Regions from separate parts of the Mus musculus genome. Here all the other regions are linked to region 3. The links are chromatin contacts, called in public HiCAR-type maps. All regions are on one chromosome and are shown on one strand. The core of a region is the stretch at or near the end of the contact, and the rest is flanking DNA. Distances in the headings are between cores, read along the strand shown.

Evidence for each region. HiCAR-type assays count read pairs that join an accessible place to other places.
Region 1: a contact with region 3 is called in a HiCAR-type map of astrocytes, with 5 times the contacts expected there. The contact joins the enhancer-like site here to the promoter of Tbc1d32 in region 3. A contact is called at or near these places in 3 of 39 promoter capture datasets (embryonic stem cells, hippocampal neurons and liver) and 2 of 115 datasets of contacts at active chromatin or transcription factors (astrocytes and large pre-B cells).
Region 2: a HiCAR-type map of astrocytes shows a contact between it and region 3, with 4 times the contacts expected there. The contact joins the promoter of Gcc2 here to the promoter of Tbc1d32 in region 3. A contact is called at or near these places in 2 of 39 promoter capture datasets (hippocampal neurons and liver) and 1 of 115 datasets of contacts at active chromatin or transcription factors (astrocytes).

Annotation. Positions count from the first base shown.
Region 1 is chr10:53,981,778-53,985,991 of GRCm38.p6, reverse strand. All of the region lies in intron 5 of Man1a (mannosidase 1, alpha), which reads left to right. Among named protein-coding and RNA genes, the nearest start is that of Man1a, 92 kb to the left of the region's middle. Within about 2 kb of position 1,696, at least 20 of the 459 cell types and tissues checked have an H3K27ac peak or open chromatin away from gene starts, as enhancers often do. A contact at or near this core is called in astrocytes, where this site is marked.
Region 2 is chr10:58,253,181-58,257,036 of GRCm38.p6, reverse strand. Gcc2 (GRIP and coiled-coil domain containing 2) reads right to left here and starts at 1,511. Exons shown (of 23, transcript NM_027375.2): 1 at 1,466-1,511; 2 at 1,155-1,208; 3 at 133-217. The coding sequence starts at 1,471.
Region 3 is chr10:56,227,033-56,231,171 of GRCm38.p6, reverse strand. It overlaps Tbc1d32 (TBC1 domain family, member 32), which reads left to right and starts at 2,483. Exons shown (of 33, transcript NM_001033385.3): 1 at 2,483-2,694. The coding sequence starts at 2,540.

The DNA.
Region 1 (4,214 bases), core at 447-2,946, 2.2 Mb after region 3:
TTACTTTTTTTAAACAGAGGCATTTTCTTTTGATATAAAATATACATTTTAACTGTGCCAGAAACTATCTGGCATACTTGAAAAATATCAAATATAATTCCTTGTATACAGTGTATTTTCCCAAACCATGTTGGTGATTGGCCCATCTTTGAAACCTCAATAGAGATGGAATGAGCAACTTGACAACCCATCTTTAGGTGCTGCATAATGACTTTGCTTCTAGTGCCAATGTTTATTGTTCTTTTTATTGCTTATTATTTATTGCTCTTGAAAAGATTTGGGGGAGAAGAAAGTCTCGAATAATGCAATGTAAAGTTCACACAGAAGTACTAAAACCTCCATAGTCCTTTTGCCTTTTCTATGCATTTGCAGGTTCTATATTGAATATGAATTTGAAGGACATTTACATTCATCATATGGCTTCCCTCTAGGTCTACTTTTAAGTAAATGCTTCTTTATAAAGGACCCTAATTGGGGCCAGTGAGGTGAATCAGAGGGTAAAGGCTCTTGCCACACATTCTGAAAACCTGAGTTTAATCTTCACAACCCACATAAAGGAGGAAGCAGTGAGCCCACCGTGCATACCAATAAACACATATCACACACACAAACACACATACACTAAATAAATGAGCTCATTTATTTCTCAGGATTTCACTTCTATCAGAAAGCCAAGAGTTTTCTTGGTATTTCCATCTGTGTGTTTGACTCAGGTAAGGCCCATAGCTAGTTAGGACAGCAGCTTCCTTTCTCATTGACCGCTCTCAACATCAATGAACCAGACATCTACTCGCTATAATTAGGAGGCCCTGCGGTAGAAAGGGAACTTCCAACACACCTAACATCTTCCTTTAACCACCCATTGACTTCTCTATCTTGATTAAAGGACCTTGACTTGTTTTACTTAATCTATTCCTTTCTGACTCATATTCTCTGTATGTTCCATACTATAATGAACTGTGTGTGCTTCCCCTCCACTGCTGCCCTATCGCATGTCCTCCACATAAACCCAAAAATGTGTGCAAGCAAGTACTTATCCAACCCATGGTGGATGGTGCAGCTGCCCATGCACTAAATTCCACGTCTCCATGATTATATATATATATATATATATATATATATATATATATATATATATATATAATATATTCAATATATTCAATATATATATATTGAATACATATATTGAATATATATGAATATATTGAATATATAAATATATATATGTATACACACACACGCGCACACACACATATACATCCAAAGACCTCTTTCGTTTTCACAGTAAACTCTGCACCATTTCCATTATTCTTGTCCTCTATTTGGGCTTGCATTATGTCTTATGCTGTGTTTGTGTGTGTGTGATGCTTACAGGATTTTGTTTAAGTCATCATCAGGCTTACCTCCCTGCTTGTGAATTTAATAGAATGAAGGATCTTGTTTTCTTTTTATACTATCTCTCTTAATAGTCCTCAATACATCAGTAGTCAAGGGTGTGTGCTTACTGTAGCTCAAAGCCATGTTCTATGCAGCAGCAGCAGCAACAACAACAACAACAAACCAACAACAACAACAACAAACCTCACAAGTTCTTCTCCACTGTCCTCATTTTACAACAAACAAGAGAAAAGCAGCAAGCTGGCCCTCTTCACGATGATTGAATGGGGACTAGCTAATTCTGAACTACAGCCCAGAGTGTCTGATTCCCAGTTCAGCATGTCTGTTACCAGGCAACCTTGACACAAGGCACTCAGAGCACCCACAGGACTCGTTCCAGGAGGCAACAGGGGGGGGGGCACCCATGTGGTTCAGTGGAAGCTTGCCCACCCTTGAACAGAATCGAGAATCCTCACTGATAATTCACCTCTTTTTCACCTTGCCCCCTGACTCTAAATTCTCCCTATTTAAGTGCTAGGCAATGAAACCATCCTCTCTCAGGAAGAAAAAAATCAATATCAAATGCAATTTTGTTCATTTATCAACATTTATTCATTTTGACTACAGCAAAGTATAAAAGCAACTTCTTTTTTAAAAATTTCACTAGCTATTAAATATTTTATGAAAATTTCTTTTTCTAGATCAGGTTAAGGAAGTAACTCGCTGGTAGAGTATTTGCCTAGCATGCACAATGCCGTGAACTTGATCCCTAGTACTAAAGAAAGCTGAACGTGGGCAAACCTAAAGTGCCTATTCACTAACACATCTGTATTTGTATTTTTAAATTAAAACCTGAGGTTTCTTATTTCACTTAAAAACTTTGTACTTTCAAACATAACAAACAGGAAGTGTAGGGGATTCTAATGGATTCTCTTTGGCTGTGACCCATGCTAATGGGTAGAATAGCATACACACCATTTGTATGAAAAGTTGAAGTATATTAATTCTTTAATTTCCCATGATAATAAACAACACTCTCTTTACCGAATTATTCTAGGGCTAAAAGTTGAATTGTTGCATAGGAAAACGACAGGGAAGCATAACAGAAAAGTTGACAAAGGCAGTTATGACTTTTAAATGGAATCATAGTATAGTTCAATAAATACACTTAAGCCTTTAGTTTAAAAAAAAAATCTTCCAGCTTTAGGTTTTGATCAACTAAAAGAAAGACACAGAATGAGAAACATATGGTAGGACACATGTGGTATTGTCCCTCTGGGTCAAAATAGTTACATGAGGGCCTGGGAGGTGACTCAGTAGATAAGCCATTTGCAGGGAAAGTATACCATGCAAGTGTAGCCTGGCGTTCAGTGCTCCAGCATCCACATAAAACCTAGGCAGGTGTGGTGGCCTCCTTGTTATTTCATATCCCATGAGGAAATATAGGGGATTCCCAGACAAGATGACAAGCTATACTATCTGAATTGTTAAGACCTCGCCACATGAATAAATTGAGGCACAGCATTGGCTACATTACCAGGTAAGGGCCTGTGCCATCAAGCTGGAATTTCTGAGTTTGATCTCTGAAACCTGCAAGGTCGAAGAGAAGAACTCACTGCCACAAGCTGTGATCTGATCTCCACACTCATACATGGCCTGATACACATGCTCAGGTACCTGCACACACACAAATACACACACACACCCCTTTTTAAAAAAGAACAATAAAAATAGAGACACCACATGCATATGCACACCCACACCCACCCACATGTGCACAGACACACATGTGAACATGCATATGCACATGCACACCATACATACAGATCTAAAAGCCAAAAAATGGTATCAGTCAGAGATGTCAGGAGCTGCTTCATGCTGATATTGGTGTGAGCAAACCAGCATGTAAGCTGAATAGAAGGTCTTTGCCTTTATGGGAGTGGGGGGAGTCAATGACGTCTGATGACACTGAGATTTAAGTTCGGCTGAATTAGCTCTCCTATGTACCTTGATTGTAATATTTAAACCTTTCAAAATGTAACCCTAAATTAAAAAAACAAAAACAAAAACAAAACTTGAGTGTCTTGGTAGTGCATGTTGGTGTAGTGACTGAATTTGGCTCATTTTATGTGCAAGTTAATCACTTGATTTAATGATGTATCAGTTCACTTATTTTCTGCAAGATATTTATCATAGATACGATGACACCTTTCACTGATGGCTGTACATAGTAAAAATGAATAATAGATAAACTCTGTTTAGCCTAATGGAGAACTAGTGTTTGATCTCTTGACAGAGAAGTTTTCAGTGGGAGAATTCTAAGAAAGGCTTTGCTATCAGGTGTGCATTTCAGACTACAGCATGTTGGGGTGAAAGTGTTCTCTTCCACGGCCTTCGGTTCTTATTCGTTTCTTCTTCTCTTACTCTTCGCTCTGGGGTATATATTACTCTTGTACAGTTCTTCAGGGAACTGTAAACTAGAAAGACAAGGAAAGCAATACATCTTGCTTACAGCCTTGTCTGATCCTATCTGTGAGGCTAGAGTAAAGAGATTAATGTTTTACTTGCTAGGGTTTAACTTTTGAAGTTTTTAAAACACTGAGCCAAAACTCAGCGAGACTGTAGTGATGTTACTTAAACGTAATGAAAAGATGCTGCTTTGATGCTTATTCTGAGATTCTTAGCTTTGGGCCATTGAAGTTCTTATTTAAAGATGTTTGCAGGTTACACGCATGAAAGGTTACTGGAGAAGACATTCCATCATATTGATGCCCTTCTTTCAGCAAATTCTATTAGTTTTGACTTTTGCCATGAAGGTAGTCAGAATCTTTGTAGTG
Region 2 (3,856 bases), core at 262-2,761, 2.0 Mb before region 3:
ACATACATATAGGCAAAACACGCGCGCACACACACACTGAATTAAAAATTCATTTGTTCCTTTACTTATTCAAAGGCAACTGCAGGGCTAGGCATGGTGGTCTACTGAAAAGCTCTGATTTAAACCCAGTACCTGTACACCTTGCTTTGGCTTTCTGCAGGAGCATCATTTGCTTCTTGGCAAACTTGATGAGATCTTCTCTGGGCAACGTTTCTAGCTGAAAGATGGAGTCGTATTATTGAGTTTTAAAACCCATGCTTTTAGTACGGCCACCAAAAGAAACACAGTGTCTGCCGAAAACCAAAGAGAGACACTCTAAACAGTTGAGCCAGTCACATTTTTTAAATTGAGAAACGTAACTTCAATAACTAAAAGTAATTAGGTGAATGGAAAATCAAACCAAAACCCCAGCACAAAACTCTTACAGAGAACACTGAGTTCTCTAGCTGTACAAGAAGGGCTTGGAACTCAAGATTTCTCGAGCTGTAGAACTCATTCTGTTGGAAGCTAACAACATAACTACATTCACAGGTGAATCGGGTCACATTTAGACTTCAACTAAAATATTAGGGTTTACTAACTGAAAATTACTTAATCTTTGTGCACAACGTTTCCTCATCTGCAGAATGAGAATAGGGAAGATACGTATTTCAGGAAGCTTACCTGAAAGAATCTGTTACTTCAGCAAATGCCTAGAAATCAGTCTTCAAACACTACATTTTGGTAATAAATTGTGCCCCTACCTTTCTGAATCACTTAGCATAAAACATTGCACAGTGCTGTAAGAACAACCTTATTCCACCCTCAACTCTGGAGCTGGAGCCAACAGGATATAGTTCCTTGCTTCTTCCTGCCTCTTATCTAATCCCCTCGGCTTCGTGTCACTGTGTAAACTTTCATTAAACAGACTAGCTAAATGTTTGAAATACAGCATCGTGCTAACAAGGAGCAGGAAGTAAACAAACTGCTCGCACATCAGGAAATTTAAAAAAGAACAGGAAATCTGTAAGTAAATTAAAATGAAACTCCCTGAGGAAAGGTTAGTTCTTTTTTTTTTTTTTTTTTTTTTTTAAATAATTCTCCCCATGCCAAAGTTTTCCGATTCATTAACCTTATGCGCTACAGGGAACCAGGCGGCTGAGTGCTCTCCTCACCTTGGATTTCGGGGTCCCGGAGGGTGCTGCAGCTACGGCATCTGGAGCAGAATCCTGTAAAACAAACCATAAAAAGAGCTCATCCCAATTCCAGGTACAAGGCGCGGCCAAACAAATCTGTGCAGAGGAGGACCCCTTTAGGCGGTAGGGACCGGAGCTGGGCCGTCGCCACGGCCGGAGCCAGCACCAGGTTCAATGCCAAGCGCCGCGGCGGGGGTCTGGGCGCGAGGGCGGGGACAGGGTGCTCCCATGCCCTCCCACCCCTCGAGCGGCACAGCGGGCCAGCGGGGCGGCGCGACGCCCACCGTTACCTCCATCGCGGCTGCGACCCGCGGCTGCCTCCACCGCCTCTTCAGGAGTCTCGGCTGCTCCGCCTCCGAGGCTGCCGAGCGCGGGTCAAAGGTCTCGTTACGAGGCGACTACGCCTCCCCGCGTCTCCAAGGCTACGCAGAGCTGGCACTTCCGCTTCCTCCTTGGTGTCCGGGAGGAAGTCGTCTTTGCGCAGGTCCCCTGGCCGGTGCCGGAACGCGCTGAGTCGCCCTGCACTACTACCCTGTGCCAGGTGACAGGTTTGAGCACACGTTCCTTTGATCACTTCGTTTTCTAATTTTTAAAGATGTGCTTTACAAATATAACTATCCCGACTAGCAGGCATATGTGAAACAAATAGTTTTATAGGTGACTTTAATTCTGTCATGTTCAAAATAGGTTCCTCTGTGAGTAGTAATAAGGAATAAATTACTGAATCCGTTACTTTCTCAGGAGTTTCAAAATGCTGGCATGCTGTCTCTGTATTGCTAAATATTAATTTGCCGGCTGAGGTGCTTCTCGTGTTGTTTATATTGTCAACTTGAAAGGATCTAGAATCATCTAGGAGAGAGCCTCTAGACATGTATGTGAAATTTATCTAGATTAGATTACTTGAGCTATGGAGACCCCCAGTAACTGTGGGTGGCAGCATTCCACAGACTGGTAACCCTGGTTGCATAAAAAAGGATAACTCAGACTGAATTCCAGCATTCACTTCAAAGAACCCATCGAGGTCACAGTGTGGGAAGGTACACGTGACTAGTCTGATGAGGGCCCTCCCTTGTGGTTACGAATGAGAGAAGACAGGGTAAAGAGATTCCAGGTTCTGTCAAGAGTCCTGCAGGCCTTCTTTTTCCTTGTAGTTGCTCACAAGGGGATGAAGGCAAGATAAGGAAGATAAAACCAATCCAAACCCCAGAGGACTCTAGAGAAGGAAGATACTACAATATAGATTTTCGTTGTTATTGTCTAATAGAACACGTTTAGACTGACCTAGACCCTAAAATAATGCCTGATATTTTTCTATAGTTAAGCCTGGCCTAAACATAAACTAGAGGACAGAGCAAGTGGCCGCTGGTGGCGAATATTAATTAACATGTTGTATTTTCATAGGTGAGAGGGTGTTTTTCAGCAGGTTTTTCAGGTTGTCTACTTCCAGGTGTAGACATACACTAATTGCAGGTATAGGCCTTCAAGCAGTTGGGCCCTCACCCCCAAGTAGAGCCAGAGCGTTTTCCAAGTTCCGTATGGGAAAAGCCAGGTGTTTTTGTTGGTTTTGATCATGGCTTCTGGAAGTCATATGGCATGACCTTTACAAAATATAAAGACATCAAATTCCCTGGTAATACCGTGAGGGGAGAAAATCATTACCCCCTGTCAGTCCTCAGTCCCAATACACAGCCCAGCAAGCGGCTGTGTGCCTTCTCTCTTATTTCTCTGATCCTTCAGGAACAGTTATTTTTTTCAGTTTTACAGTGGTGGACCAAATTCCTTCTGTTCGTCAGGTTTCTTGCACTATTTAAATTCAGTGAGAAGCTGGGTCTAGAGGTGGGATTTTCCTGTAGATACATTTTTTTTTTAAATCTTAAATTGCCCTCTGACTGAAACATCATGATTTGTATCATGCTGGTCTCCTAACTTTGTATTCAGAGAAAGGAGAACAGCAAAATAGCCCAAGGTAAAAAGCATTAGGTTCTTGAAAAGAGCTGAAGAGTAAACTATTCCCAAAAGAGAGTACAATTGTTTACCCCTTGAAATAAGAACAGCTTCAGTACCCTGAGCTAGCACCGATTTGAATATAAGCTCCCTGAGGACTAGGTTTCTTGGTACCTGAAGGCACCATGTAAGCTTCCAGAGAAGGGAACAACAGTCCTTTCCGGCTATGCCACCTTTGAACCACATCCACCAGCACAGCCTGGTAATCAGAGTTCAGTATGACAAGTATGCCTTGGACTTCATTGGACTAATTTGACTTAAGACCTGCTCAACAAGAGGGAAGCCATGCCTCATGGAAACCAACCTAACTACTCAGTGCTACTTAAGTTGTGGTTGTTGGAGGAGAGTCTACAACCATTAATTTACTAAGCCAGCATAACCCCCAGCAATATAAATACTTGTACCCTCAGATGAGTATAGTCTTTACCCCTCATCAAGGAAACTTTTCTTTGCAACAGGTGGAGCCACTAAGAAACCCACAGTCTATCAGTATTCAGAGTATGGAGCTCAGTCCCAAGGGATCTGGCTACAAAATACTCCCACACCTCAGGCTCAGAGAAAATTGAGGAGGAAGGGGTGGAAAGATTTTGAGAGGCAGAGAATCAGGAAGTATGGTGTGAGATTCTGTCTCCTAGTAATGCCAGAATGTAATCTCACCAACATGACTGCCCAAGAAT
Region 3 (4,139 bases), core at 1,234-3,733:
GTTCTTGTGTATGTCTTCTTTTAGGTTTGTTGAAGGATTACGTTCTCTTTCTAGGGAGTAGTTTCTCTCCTTGCGCTGGTATTTTCCCTTTATTATCCTTTGAAGGGCTGGGTTTGTGGAAAGATATTGTGTGAATTTGGTTTTGTCATGGAATACTTTGGTTTCTCCATCTATGGTAATTGAAAGTTTTGTTGGGTATAGTAGCCTGGGCTCTCATTTTTGTTCTTTTAGGGTCTGTATCACATCTGTCCAGGATCTTTTGGCTTTCATAGTCTCTGGTGAGAAGTCTGCTGTAATTCTAATATTTCTGCCTTTATATGTTACTTGACCCTTTTCCCTTACTGTTTTTTAATATTCTATCTTTATTTAGTTCATTTGTTGTTCTGATTATTATGTGTCAGGAGGAATTTCTTTTCTGGTCTAGTCTATTTAGAGTTCTGTAGGTTTCTTGTATGTTCATGGGAAACTCTTTCGGTTAAGGAAGTTTCTTTTTTATAATTTTGTTGAAGATATATACTGGCCCTTTAAGTTGATATATTCACAACTGGTTAATGTAGAGTCCTTGGTCTTAAATAGGACTTCTCTATGGTTTCCTGCTCAATGGCTCAGGGAATAACTTAGAAAATGGTGGCATAACAGCTGGAAGTTGGAGATTTCTTCAAGGCAGTGTCTTCTGGACACAGGATACTCACTGTTCTCAGGAGCTCACTGAAGCTGTTATTTGCATACAATCTGCTCAATATTTGACTTGTCTGATTTTGTCCTGCATGGGGCAGTTCATTAGGACCTATCCTTTACTGAGGGTTTATGAGTTGTAAATGGATGCTGAAGGGGGTGGTGTAATGGCTTCAATGGTGAAGCCATTAATACATTACCTATATTTCAGCAAACAATTCCTCTCCAAAGATCCTAATGCAAGCAACTGTGTGGATCAATAGGAAATTAAAAGACACCAAAACAGGAGGAAGTTTGCTGGCAGAAGGGTTTCTCCTTACCAAAGTATGACAAAGGGTATAGATAAGAAAAGGGAGATGCAACTCAGTATACACATGTATGAAATTGTCAAATATTAATTAAAAATACAAATTTTAATTTTATACTGAAAAGCAAACAATGACCTTATATTCTGAATAAATATATGGTGCAATTTCTGGAGAGAAATATTTGTTTTCCTAGAAAATTACTGAATCTGGCTAAACTGAGAAGTATATCTGATGAGGATAGAATATACAGCTGGATTTGGGAAGTTTATTGACGTCAAACCATTCATCAGTTGTTTGGCATCAGTAACTATTGGCATCTGAATATTGTGCATTTGTAAGCTCCCATACTATATATGTTGTTTCTTTTTAAACTTCTTACTGATTTATAAAAAAAAATCTTATGTTTCCACAAGTAACACCACCTTTTTTTTCTTTTAAAGAAATGCATTTTTGGATTTGTTTTTGAATTTCATATTTGTACAATGTATTAGATCATACTCACATGTACTCTTCCACTTCCACACTCCCTTCTTTTTAAAACGTTGATCTTAAAAATTATTTTATGTGTATAGTGTTTGCATGCCCGTATGTCTGTGAACCACAGATGAGTAGTGCCACAGAGGTCAGAAGAGGGCATCAGATCTCATGGAACTGGACTTACAGAAGGTTGTGAGTCACCATGTTGGTGCTGGAAATTGAACCTGGGTCCTCAGAAAAAGCAGCCAGTGCTCTTAACTACCAATCCAAACTCCCTAAACAAAACACAGAACTGACTTTTGCTGCCTATATCCTTTTGGATGTTGGGCCATCCTCTGGAGCATGGCCACATCCTTAGAGACCAATGACTCTTTAGATCCCAGAAGGCAGTTATCCATAGCTCTTTTTGCTAGGGATGAGTGTTCAAGGGCTACTTCCAGTCTGTCATGTGGCATTTCCTTAGTAAAATACATAACTACCCTGTAATGAATTGTTAAGTTTCTTTTCTGTTACAGCGTGCTATCCTCATTGGCAGGCAACAGTTGTTACGGTTGCTGTATGAACCTGGTTTTTCCACATTTCAATACCACCCAATCCCCAGTTGATATTTCAGTTTGGCTTCCTTTGCCCTGCTTTTACTAAAGGCCTCTTCTCTTTCGTCCCCTTCCTACTTCCTGCAGATCAAGGTCAGGATCAGTTCCACTCTCCTCCGGGATTAACCCCTCCCCTGGGCGCGTCAGCGAGCTGACGTCAGGCGCAGCCGAGGCGTTTCCCGTTAGGCCCTCCCAGCAGATCCTGAGGTGTTTGTTGTTCCGGTCGGGGGAGGCTTGAGCTCTGCCGGTACCAAGGAACGTCAATCATCCAACGTTAGCCTCAGCAAGTTCTCGGTGGTCTCTAAACCTACAGCCCAGTCTTCCAGCACATCGCCACTCAACCGCGGCCCCGCCCTTGGACTCGCGCTGTGGTTTCCTAGGGAACGACGCTGAGCGTCGGCGGCGATTGGGCTGGGTCGCGCGTGCGCAGTGCGCTTTGTTGGTGGCGACCCCGCGGTGGTTGCGGAGATTTGACTGCTGCAAGGCATGGCCCATTTCTCCAGCGAGGATGAGGTGATGCTGCAGGCGATGCTCCGGCAGCTGTTCCAGAGCGTGAAGGAGAAAATCACCGGAGCTCCCTCCTTGGAGTGCGCAGAGGAGATCCTCTTGCGGCTGGAGGAGACTGACGAAAATTTTCACAAGTAAAATCGAGTTTATAAGTTTTTAAGCAAACAAACCATTGGTCCAGGAAAGCTGAAAATGATTTGGATAGAGATTTATTTGGTATTTTTTTGCTAAAATAGCTGATTGTTGCTTCAGTTTTTTTTCTCTCAATTGTCCCTGTGCTGAATTTATCCTCTTTTTCCAAAGTGATTTTTGTAGAGCCTCATCTGCCTCTGTGTTCTCTTCTGTCACAGCAGCTTAAGAACATCAATTGTAAATTATTCTGTTCTTTAAAGAACAATCTTAACATTTAAGGGAATTCCTTTCACATTATCTAAAAGTAGTGACCCCCACCTCCTACCCCTCCCCGCCCCCAGGTCCTTATTTGTGGTTTTGTTGGTCTGTTACTTTCACTGCCTGTTGTAAGAAGCCACTCAACACTGGAAGGGCCTCCCACACTGAGGCAGGTCTGGGTGCCTGTGTAGGGGTAGGGCGCCTATACAAATGTCCTAGACCTACTGAAAGGGAGCAGGTTGTCCAGCTTTGAGGAGCATGGAGAGAGGAAGTGTTCGGTGCAAACTGAAGGACCTTTTTATAATCAAACTGCTCCTTAAACTTAAAGATCCTTAGGGCTCAACGCGTTTCTTTGGAGTTTGTTCATGTAGTGAATTAGGCCTCTCAGCTTCAAGGTCTTCCTCCAGGCGCACGCACGATTAGTTGTAGCCTTTTACAATCCAGTGTTTGTCTCTCACAGATACTTTTCCTGTGATGTTGCTTTTGACTTGGTCATTCAGGTGCTGGGAATGGAACCCAAGCCTCATGCCTGATAGGAGGCAGTTTCTGTTGCTTTTTATTGACTTTTGGATATCTCGAAGTTCAGTTTCTAGAAATGGGCATTAAGGGACCCTTCAGTCCTTTAATGTTCTCTGTAAAAGGTTATGTTTTACTTGCCGTTTTATGGTGGTGTTCTTTATAATTTGCTCAGATTCTCAAGGGAATTTAAAAAGATGTGCAAAGAGTCACTGTAGGGTTTCTAATTTAATAAGTCAGGATTTTTGAGACCTGCATGCTATGTTGCCCGGCAAGCCCAGGATAACCTGGAAATGACTATTGAACTTAAGTATCCCAAGTGGTGGGAGCATGTATCACCATGGCCCAGCTTGATTTTTTAAATTTATGATTATGCTTATGGTTTCCGTTGTTTTTGCTTATTCCCATATAAAATTGATGCTGATAAGAATGATCGGATGATACTCTTTTATTTAGACATATTTGTGTCAGTTTTGTTGTTGTTTTGTTTTCTTTTGGTTATAGGTTCATTATTTTAAAAGCACAATATAGACAATTTGGCACCTTCTCAAACAAAAGTGGATTTATTACATATCCATTTGTTTGTTTTTAATGACAGAATCTCACTATGTAGCTTTGATTGGCCTGAAACTTACTATGTAGACAAGGCTGGCCTCAAACTCCCAGAAGCATT